2 separate regions of the Mus musculus genome follow, and region 1 is linked to region 2. A link is a contact called in public HiChIP or PLAC-seq data. All regions are on one chromosome and are shown on one strand. Each heading gives the region's core, a stretch centred on a gene start, on an enhancer-like site or on the middle of the called end of the contact. The rest is flanking DNA. Distances are from core to core; before and after follow the strand shown. Region 1 has its middle 21 kb from the start of Dnajc12. Region 2 holds the start of Pbld1 (phenazine biosynthesis-like protein domain containing 1).

The links. HiChIP or PLAC-seq counts read pairs in DNA pulled down with a chosen protein or histone mark.
Region 1: an H3K27ac HiChIP or PLAC-seq map of embryonic stem cells shows a contact between it and region 2, with 11 read pairs. The contact joins the enhancer-like site here to the promoter of Pbld1 in region 2. A contact is called at or near these places in 15 of 39 promoter capture datasets (the 3T3-L1 cell line, 3T3-L1-derived adipocytes, the C10 cell line and 9 more), 1 of 15 datasets of contacts at CTCF or cohesin (embryonic stem cells), 3 of 484 Hi-C or Micro-C datasets (the N1E-115 cell line, bone marrow-derived macrophages and liver), 3 of 115 datasets of contacts at active chromatin or transcription factors (all in embryonic stem cells) and 3 of 9 other capture datasets (adipose tissue, liver and macrophages).

Annotation. Positions count from the first base shown.
Region 1 is chr10:63,363,473-63,368,155 of GRCm38.p6, forward strand. No RefSeq gene overlaps it. Among named protein-coding and RNA genes, the nearest start is that of Dnajc12, 21 kb to the right of the region's middle. Within about 2 kb of position 3,224, at least 14 of the 459 cell types and tissues checked have an H3K27ac peak or open chromatin away from gene starts, as enhancers often do. A contact at or near this core is called in embryonic stem cells, where this site is marked.
Region 2 is chr10:63,059,011-63,064,290 of GRCm38.p6, forward strand. It overlaps Pbld1 (phenazine biosynthesis-like protein domain containing 1), which reads left to right and starts at 2,579. Exons shown (of 9, transcript NM_026701.3): 1 at 2,579-2,691. The coding sequence starts at 2,608.

The DNA.
Region 1 (4,683 bases), core at 1,974-4,473, 310 kb after region 2:
CATTTCATTGGGGCTGGCTTACAGTTTCAGAGGTTTAATCCATCATCCTTACGAGGGTGGGCATGGTAGCATGCAGGCTGAGAGTTCTACATTGGGATCTGCAGGCAGCAGAGAGGCCCTGGGCCTGGCTTGGGTTTCTAAAACCTCAAACCCCACCCCTAGTAACAGACTTCCTCCAATTCGGCCACACCTCCTAATCCCTCTCAAGTAGGGCCACTCCCTAATGAGCAAGCACTCAAATATATGAGCCTATGGAGACGTTCCTTCAAACCACACAATTATTAATTTTTATTTTGTTTGTTCTTTGAGGCAGGGTCTCCCTGTGGTATCTCGTTTGGCCTGGAGCTTGATACATAGGCCAGGCTGGCCTTGCCTCTGTCTCCTAAATGCTAGACTAAAGGCAGGTGCTCTCATAGCACCTGGTGCTATTTGATTTCATTTAAAAATCCTTTTACTTTCTTTTTCTTGTCTTTCAGTTTTATTTTAGAAAAAGAGACATATTTAAAGAGCTGTAAAGAAGCAGAAGGAGCCGGGCAGGGTGGCACACGCCTTTGATCCCAGCACTTGGGAGGCAGAGGCAGATGGATTTCTGAGTTCGAAGCCAGCCTGATCTACAGAGTGAGTTCCAGGACAGCCAGGGCTGCACAGAGAAACCCTTTCTCCAAAAACCAAAAACCAAAAAAACAAAACAAAACAAAATAAAAAACACACAACAACAAAACAAAAAAAAGCACAAGGCCTGGTGTAACAGAGTTAGAGTGACCTGGGCTAGGCTGGCCCCAACTCTTCTCCCCTGTGTTGGTGTCCAGGGTTGTGTGCTACCATACCTGGCTTTTTTTCTTTCTCTTTTTCAAGACAGTGTTTCTCTGTGTAGTTCTGGCTGTCCTAGAGCTCACTCTATAGAGCAGGCTGGCCTCTGGCTCAGAGATCTGCCTGAGTGCTGAGATTAAAGGCAGGAACTAGCACTGCCCAGCTTTAAGAAATGTGTTTGTAGTGATTTGACTAGGTTTGCTTCCCAAAGATTCATGTGTTTGAATGCTTGGCCATAGGGAGCAGCACTGTTAGGAGGTGTGGCCTTGCTGGGGGAAGTGTGTCACTGTGAGGTGGACTGTAAGGTCTCCTGTGCTCAGGCTCTGCCCAGTGCAGAAGATAGTGTCCTTCTGGCTGCCTGCAGATCAAGATGTAGAACTCTCAGCTGCTTCTCCAGCATCATATCTGCCTGGATGCTGCCATGCTCCCACCATGATTATAATGGGCTGAACCTCTGAACCTGTAAGCCAGCCCCAATTAAATATTTGCCTTTATAAGAGTTGCCTTGGTCATGGTGTCTCTTCCCAGCAATGAAACCCTAACTAAGACAGGCTTAAAGTTTTGAATTATTTCAAAATCGATATTCAGTGAACATATACTAGTATTCTTACAAAACATGATCTCATCATTGTATGGTTCTCACTGTGTCCACAATGCCCAAGAGAAAAACAAAAAGCAATGATTTTTTTGGGCGGGGGGGTCGGGTTATTTATTTATTTATTTATTTTCCGAGACAGGATTTCTCTGTATAGCCCTGGCTGTCCTGGAACTCACTCTGTAGGCCAGGCTGGCCTTGAATGCAGAAATCTGCCTGCCTCTGCCTCCCAAGTGCTGGGATTAAAGGTATGCACCACCACTGCCTGGTTTAACAATAATATTTAATTAAATGTTTTGAGGTCCACTTATCTTGGATATTAAATACCTGGAGAGTCTACCTGGTGGCACTTGCTGGTAATCCTAGGACAGAGAGTTAGAGACCAGCCTAGGTACCCTAGCAAGTTCAAGACCACCTGGACTATAGAGATACCACATACATTCTGGGCTTGACTTATCTGGTATCCCTAGTCCATAGCAGAGAGCCTGGCCCTTCAACAGGTGGACAACAAACATTCTGATGATGTGTACTTCTTACACCTGGTGTATGTTGTAGTAGTAATATATTGTTTAAAGATTTATTTATTCTATGAAGTACACTGTAGCTGTTGTCAGGCACACCAGAAGAGGACGTCAGATCTGAACTCAGGACCTTCAGAAGAGCAGTCGTGCTGTTAAATACTGAGCCATCTCTCCAGCCTCGTTGCTGGGATTTTTTTTTTTTTTAAGACAGGATTTTTCTGTGTAGCCCTGGCTGTCCTAGAACTCACTCTGTAGACCAGGCTGGCCTCGAACTCAGAAATCCGCCTGCCTCTGCCTCCCAAGAGCTGGGATTAAAGGTGTGCGCCCCCCCCCCCCCCCCCAGCGGTTACTGGGATTTTGAACTCAGTCAGGACCTTTGGAAGAGCAGTCAGTGCTCTTAACCGCTGAGCCATCTTTCCAGCCCAATAGTAATATTTTTAATAAATCCTGGCGCGAGGTCCTTCCCACCTTAGACCATTTATGTTCCCAGATGAAAGACACACACACCGCCTTTATATTTTAATATGCCTTAAATAACACAATAGCCGGGCAACTGCCTAACTCTGAGTTACTACTTCTAATCTCTATGCTCCATCTTCGCTGCTCCTAATTCCAATTAGTCAGCCCTCTGGGCCACGTTTTCTTGGCCCGGAACCCAAGGCTCGCCTTGCTTCCCTACCCCATGGCTGCTCTTGTCTCTGTTCTGCACACTCCTGAGGCAGAGCGAGTCTCTCTTCTTCCCTCCTGCTTCCTCCAGGTCCCAAGCCCAGGAACCTTAAATCCTGCCTCTTCCTCTCTTCTCCCCAGCTATTGGCTGCTGGCATCTTTATTTACCAATCAGAATTAACTGGGGCAGTTTCCCAGAAGCTAGGAGTTACCCTCTCAAGTCAACTAACTTAGGGGACCCAAATTAGCATTAGAATACTAACGGCTACAGTACCAGTCAGTCCCAGAAAGATCCTGAACAAGGGAGACTAATGGAGAAGTGTGTGTGTCAAAACTTAAAACAGCTTTAACCAGCAAAACAATGGAAGGCTCAGCTGGCTTTGCCTTGCCTGGGATAGGAATACAGATCCAGCACACCTTTAACAAAATTTGGATTTTCAGTTTTCCTACTCACCAGTATAGCCTCAGGACAAAAGGAGGAGGAGACAAAGGGGCTCCTGCCCTACCCTCATTCATTCATTCATTCATTCATTCATTCACTCACTTATTCCCTTTCAGACCAAAGAGAGCTAGATGTGGAAGACACATCGTCACAGAGCCAATCATAAGGAGACCCAGGGCGCTACCGAGGGGCCGCGCACAGCACACCTCCCTTCACCACGCACCTCGAAACCTGGGGTGTAGAGTCTTGCTGCGGGAGGTGAAGAACTGTTTGATTCATGAGCAGCCACTGTAAAGACAGAAGGATGGACTCTCTGGATATGACGTGGCATGTAGTGATTTCCAACTTCAGCTCTTCATTAAAATCTGAAGCCCTGTTTCAGAAGGCTTAGAGGTTCTAGGGATGGGGTCTCCCGGGCTCACTATTTCAAGTGGCTTCACCGATTTCAGTGGAAGGCGAAGGATGCTTTTGGAAGTGGTTGGGATACCCACCTGTTGTTTTCCTGGCAAATGCTCATTGCCTTAAGAGAACTGTCGTACTCTGTTTTATCTGCCAAAGCGGTTTAAATCGCGAGTCCTCAAGGACATGGCGGGACAGTAGGTCAAACTGATGTTTGGAGTGTTTAGTACACAGAGGCTTGTGAAGGTTTCAGATTTCTTTGTTAATTGATACCACCCCCCCCACCCCCCACCCCCCCCACCCCCCTCCCGCCGCCGAACACTAACTCTGTAGGAACTAAGAAAGTGCTACCCAGCTGTGAGAGGCCACTGAACTGGCCCGTGCGCTTCCTGAAAACAGTGTTTGATGCCAAGGGATCCAAGGCCTCCTCATGGACACTGGTACCCATGAGGACGCTCCTAACTTCTTGACAACAATTTCTTTAACCTCAGTATTAGGTAATTTCAACTCTGAAAACTGCTTCCCTTAACTGCAATCAGAGTGGACTTTCTTGATTTTTGGTCAGAGTCTTGCTATGTTTCTCAGTCTGTTTTGGAACTTGCTGGGTAGCTGCGGGCTGACCTGAAACTTGTGACCCTTCTGTCTCAGCCTCCTGGGTGCTTAGAGTTTTGGCACGTATTACCATGTCTAAGCGAAAGTTATTTTTTAACACTGTGTGTGTGTTGGCGTGTTAACTTACAGACCATTCCATTAGACTCCTCTCAGGGACCTAGCAACAACTTAAGTCATCTGCGGCTGCTAGGTTATGGGCTGCCTATAAATGGACTGCCTACCACCCCAGCCCTTTCAGTTTCCCCGTTTTCTCTCTCTGTGTCTTTCTCTGTTCCCGGCATTCTCTCTTGACCTCTTCTTTCCTTCTCTGCCCTCATGGCTCTCTGTCTGCTTCCTGTCTGTCTGCCTGCCTGTCTACATGTCCACTTGTCTGCCTCTTCCCGTCTTCCCAGACCCTCACTCCTTTCCCTTCCCCCAGTAAACCCCCTTTATACCTGATCTGTTGCATGATGTAATTACTCAGGGGCCACACCTTGGCATGGGCCTTGCCATGTACCCCTTTGCCAAATTATATTTCATACATACACACACACACACACACACACACACACACACGATATTGGAGATAGGGTCTTATAGAATCAGCTAGCCTGGAATTCTGGAATTCACCAATGCTGGAACTAAAGGCATGTGCCAGC
Region 2 (5,280 bases), core at 1,329-3,828:
AACCTGGTGTGAAGCATGTGCCCGGGATCTCAGCACTTGGGAGGGAGGGACAGAAGGATCAGGAGTTCAAGGCTAGTTTCCACAGAGCAAATTATCACCTAGCTTGAGTTTCTTGAGTCCCTGTCTCAAAAAAGGAACAAAAGCGGAGGCAGAGCTTAAAACATCTCTTAAAAAACACCAGGGGTTCAGGGGCTAGAAGGGGATATACCTGTGTTATAAAACATGTGCCTAGCATGCCTGAGTCCCTGAGCTTAAACCTTCACACACATACACACACACAGAGAGAGAGAGAGAGAGAGAGAGACAGAGAGACAGAGAGACAGAGAGACAGAGACAGAGACAGAGAGAGAGAGACAGAGAGAGAGAGAGAGAGCAAGCGAGCATACATCCGTGCAATTTCAGAAGACTAACACGTTTCAGAAGCTTGATGTGTTCCTGACTATCGGAGTTCATGTCCCCCCTCTCAGGGATCATCTAACAGAAGCTGATGGATGGGACCAGTAAGGCTGAAGTTCACTCAAGCCCCGAACATAGTTATTTTTTTTGAGATGGAGGTATCCTTGCTGCAGGATATTTGAACCTGTTTCTGGTTAGGGTGTGTCTCAGCCTCAATCCCTCTGGCTGGATTACAGACGTGCCCCTAGTACTCACCTCTCATCCCAAACAATGAAGGTAATGTTAGTCTGCAGAAGGAAGCGCCCATGTTTGAAACTGATATCCATCTGAGTGACAGACAAAGTGAAAAATCAGAGAAAGATTTGACAGAATAGAATATGCCCAACTCTCAAGAGGAGAGGAAAGAGAAGCTACTTAAGGGAGAGACAGACAGTACAGGAGGAAGAGAATACAGTACAGGAATACAGTGGAGTTCGTGGGGAGCAGCCAAGAGAGGGAGAAAGGCAGTTTTACTGGGAGAGTTTGACAGAGGCAGACTAAAGAGAGAACAAGCTAGACACAGGTAAAGACAGAATGAGCAAGAGATGGGAATGAGTCAGAAGATTAGAACGGATTGCCAGAGTTAGTTTGACACCAGACAGGGGGGAAAAATCAGAGACTTGAGAAGAAGCCAGATTGAATCAGAGTCAGGTGGGAGAAGAGTTTGAGCCAGAACAGCTGAGTTGAACCAGCCAGCTAGAATTCAGAGAGAACAAGAAAGTTGTGAACTTATTCAGCAGCCAGTCTCAGAGGCTGAAAACATTCTAGGCCTCAATTAGATTGTATGGAAGCTAGAAGCTTCCAGGCCTAGACCTGGGTAAGCAGACTGAGGCAGTAAGCCTCTGAGATGACAATTACAACAGGTGAATAAAAGCTACTTTTACATATCCCAAGGCTGGCCTTGAACTCAAGGCAGGCCTGTTGCAGTCTCCAGATTCCACTGAGCCTGGCTCACAAGCTTGTGAAGCCCACTGCCAGGGGGAGACAGAGCCTAATCCTAGCTATTCAGCAGCCGGGGCAGGAGGCTGAAGACCTGTGTAGGTTCCACAGAGAGGTCACGGCCAACGAGGTCAAGATCCCGGGGCCCACAGATCAGGTAAACAAGATAACCTAGAACATTTACCAGTCACGTGTGAGGCCTGGGCTCCATTCCAGCCTTGCAAAAGGGAACCTGTGTCAAAATAGGAGCTTTGTTTCCTTTCTGTGCTGACTCCTGCTATCTGATAGAACAATGGTGATTTACAATGAAATCTCCAAACAACCGCATAAACAACCTGAAACGCAGTGAGAAGAACGATTCTGCTGTCGATGGAGACACGTCCTCGCAGATGACACTTGACAACAAATCCTCCTGTTTGTCCTCCACGCTCCAGTTGGATGTGAGCCCAGTAATTACTTCTTAAATCACTTTAATAGATATGGTGTGCCAGGGGCTCCTCTAGCAGCTATGTGATTTCAAAAGGGGAAAAGGTAAGTTGGTTGTGGTGGCATGGGACTTTAATCCCAGGACTGGGAAGGCAGAAGTAGGCAGATCTCTGAGCTCAAGGCCAGCCTTAAGATCCAGTTCAATAAAGGCTGCATAGTAAGACCCAGTTTTTGTTTTGTTTTGTTTTTTTAAATTAAGATGTGGTAAGAAGAGGGTGACGTGATGTTTTCTGCCAATGAAAACCCAATGATTGCTTTTTATCAGTCAGATTAATAAGCACAGTAAATGTTCATATACTGTGTAAGTTGGTAAACTTTTATTGCTTTGAGACGGGGTCTCCTGTATCCCAGGCTGGCTTGGAACTCCCTGTGTAGCCGAGGATGGCCTTGAGCCTTTCTGTTCTTGCCTCTGCTTCGTTGCGCTAGGATCACAGATGTGTGCCACCATGCCCTGTGTAAGGGTCGATGGGGAATAGAGCCCGGGCTTTGTGCGTGCCAAGCAAGTGCTTACCTGCCCCTCACTGAGCTACTCTGCAAAGGTCAAAGGACATCCAATACAAATGCTAAAACTTGTTAGAGGATTGGTATCTCTAAAGGTAACCATATTGGCACGGTTGTTTGGCTTTTGGTCTGGGAACCATTAACTGCACGTCTGCACCAGTAAAACTTTAACTTATTTTTCAACAGCTGGAAGTGAAGCGGGCTCCGAGCAGGGCAGGGAGCCCTCAGACAAAGCCAGCGAGGAAAATGAAGCTCCCAATCTTCATAGCAGATGCGTTCACTGCGACAGCTTTCCGGGGCAATCCTGCCGCAGTCTGCCTCCTGGAGCGCGTGAGTACGCGGTTCTCAAGGGCCAAGCCTGAACTTCCAGATGTGTGTAGAGCCCTTGACGTCTGTAAAAGACATGAGGCCGTCCTGCGTGTTTGCCACTTTGGCTTGTGTTCTGTGTCACGTCGCTGATGGCCATGTCTTCAGGTTATGAGGGAATGGCTGTGCCTAGACTGGGTCAGAGCCACAGAGGCTCCCAGGCAGGGAACCTGGCAGCAGCTGGGAGTCGGGGCTCATGCCTGCAGCTCTGGTGTTCCAAAGGAGAAGGCAGGAGATCATGAGTCTGCGGCCAGCCTGGGCTACATAGCAGATCCTAGGTCAGCCTGGACTATGTGAAGAAACTCATCTTACAGAATCAAAAATAAATAAGCAAATAAACATAAAAACGTAGGGGGATGGGTTCCTTCTAGCTGCCAGAGTTTAGTTTTATGACTAGATATGGTCGCAGCTACCTTTGAGTCTTACTTTAGGGACTCTCTCATAGGGGTTGGGAGAAGGTCTAAGGCGGGCTGGCCTTAAGCTCCCTGCGTAGCTCAAGCTCTCTTCAGACCCCATCTGCCTCAACCTCCTTAGTGCCTGCCTGGGTTACAGCTGCCGGCCATCTTTCCTGGCTTTAACCTTTCCTGTTCCTCAGACATTTAGAAGTTCTCTCGAAGGCTGAAGGCTCATTGTTTCAGAGTGGCTACTGCTCTCGCAAAGGACTTATGTTCCATTCTTCACACCCATGTGGGACACTTACAACTGCTTGTGGCTCCAGCTCCCGACGGAGATCTGAGAGATCTGACTGACACTCTCTTCTGACCTCTGAGGTCACTGCAATCATGTGTACAAACCCAAACACACACATACACATACATACACACACAAACCCACACAAACCCAGATACACACACATGCACTTGCACACACACAAACACACAGACATGTCTGCACTCACTTTCTCTCTTCCGATCTCCAAAGGCTCTATGCTCAAGTGTATTGACTGACACACAGACATTCATTCTCTCTCTTAAAATAATTGTCAAAATATATTAAAAATCTCTTTAGGATCAAGAAAATAAGGCACCGGCAAAGAATTAAGGAGAGGCAAGGAATTGATCTCCACTCTGTGGAAAAGTTAGTTTGCCAAAACTCTCCCTTTGTAAATAGCTCTTTTGTGGCTCCCATGCTGGCTCAGCAGGTAAAGGTCCTTGGCGCCAAGCCTGAAGACCAGAGTTCAATTCCTGGGAGCCACAGAGTGGACACAGACAACCTCCTCCTGCCAAGTCATCCCCCGGCCGCACAAGTGTGCCACGGCCCCCAAATAAATGAGTTAGCTGAATTAAAAAAAAAAAAAAAGCCCACATAGTTCTTAGATTACAATGATTGCTAATGAGATTTTTTATTAGAATAATTGCTAAATATACTAATTATAATAATTAACTATCCCTTGGCCTTCTGGATGAATGTTGTGTCATTTCCTGGATAATAAGAAGCAGGGGCCTTCGCATGATGCTTTATATTCATAGTCAACTTGACAGGCACTAGAGTGGCCTTGGTGACACATCTCTTGACGCTTCTGTGAGGGAGGCCTCAGATGAGGTTCTGGTATAGGAAAGACCCACCGTGACTGTGGGCAGCACCGTGGGCAGTAGATGAAGTCCGGGGTGAGCATGCATCCTGTGATGTGAGCAGAGCCGGGTCAGGGATCATGGTCCTCGGAGAAAGAGGTCTTGGGTGAGGCTCAGGAGAGTGGCAAAGCTTTCCCCTGGTCTGTGTGCCGATGCTGACAGAGTGTTGGGACTGCAGCTTCCTATTCTGGTATGGTCACATATTAGACTCTTCCCCATAGAGCCGTGACGCTGACACTGGCTGGCCCCTCCTCCCCTGCTATACAGGATGACCATGTGGAGCTTCCATGAGTAGTAGGCGCCCTCTGTCAGAGCGAGCACAGTCCACCCATCCCAGCTCTTCTGTGTGTGTGCCTGTCATTTCTTCATTCCCTCATCTCCCCAGTCAGGTTTCCAGGGCCAAGCTGTGTGGACAAAGGACTATAGAGTTTCATGGGTGGGAATCTTTGACTGCACAAAAGGAGAAAACCGGGGTGGGTGAGGCTGGGGGTTGGGGGAGCCGTGCATAATCAGTTCACCATGGTCTAATTCCCAACATCTACATCGAAGGCACCTGTAACCCCAGCATCCTCACAGTAATGAGTGAGTGGGAGATCAGAGAATCATCTGGAAGCTTGCAGTCCAGTCAAGCTGGACCACACTGTGTGGTGGCAGAAACAACAGCAGCCCTGCCTTGTGTTTCGACAGTCACTAGGAAGTTGCCCTCTGACCTGTGTACCTGTGCCTACTCTCTCTTTCCCCCTTCTCTCTCACTAAATACATATTTAATTTAAACTAATAAATAATTAATGCATTTAATTAATAAATAATTAAATAAAGATGATGGCCCATGCTTCCTGACTGTGGGTGAAGAGTGACTGGTGGTCCCACACTCCTACTCCAATGAGAAATACATATTTGGCAGCTGTGGGGATGGGGTACACGACAAGGACAAGCTCTTTATCTGCAGCCTTGTAGTAGTCTTGAGATTTGAAGAATTTTA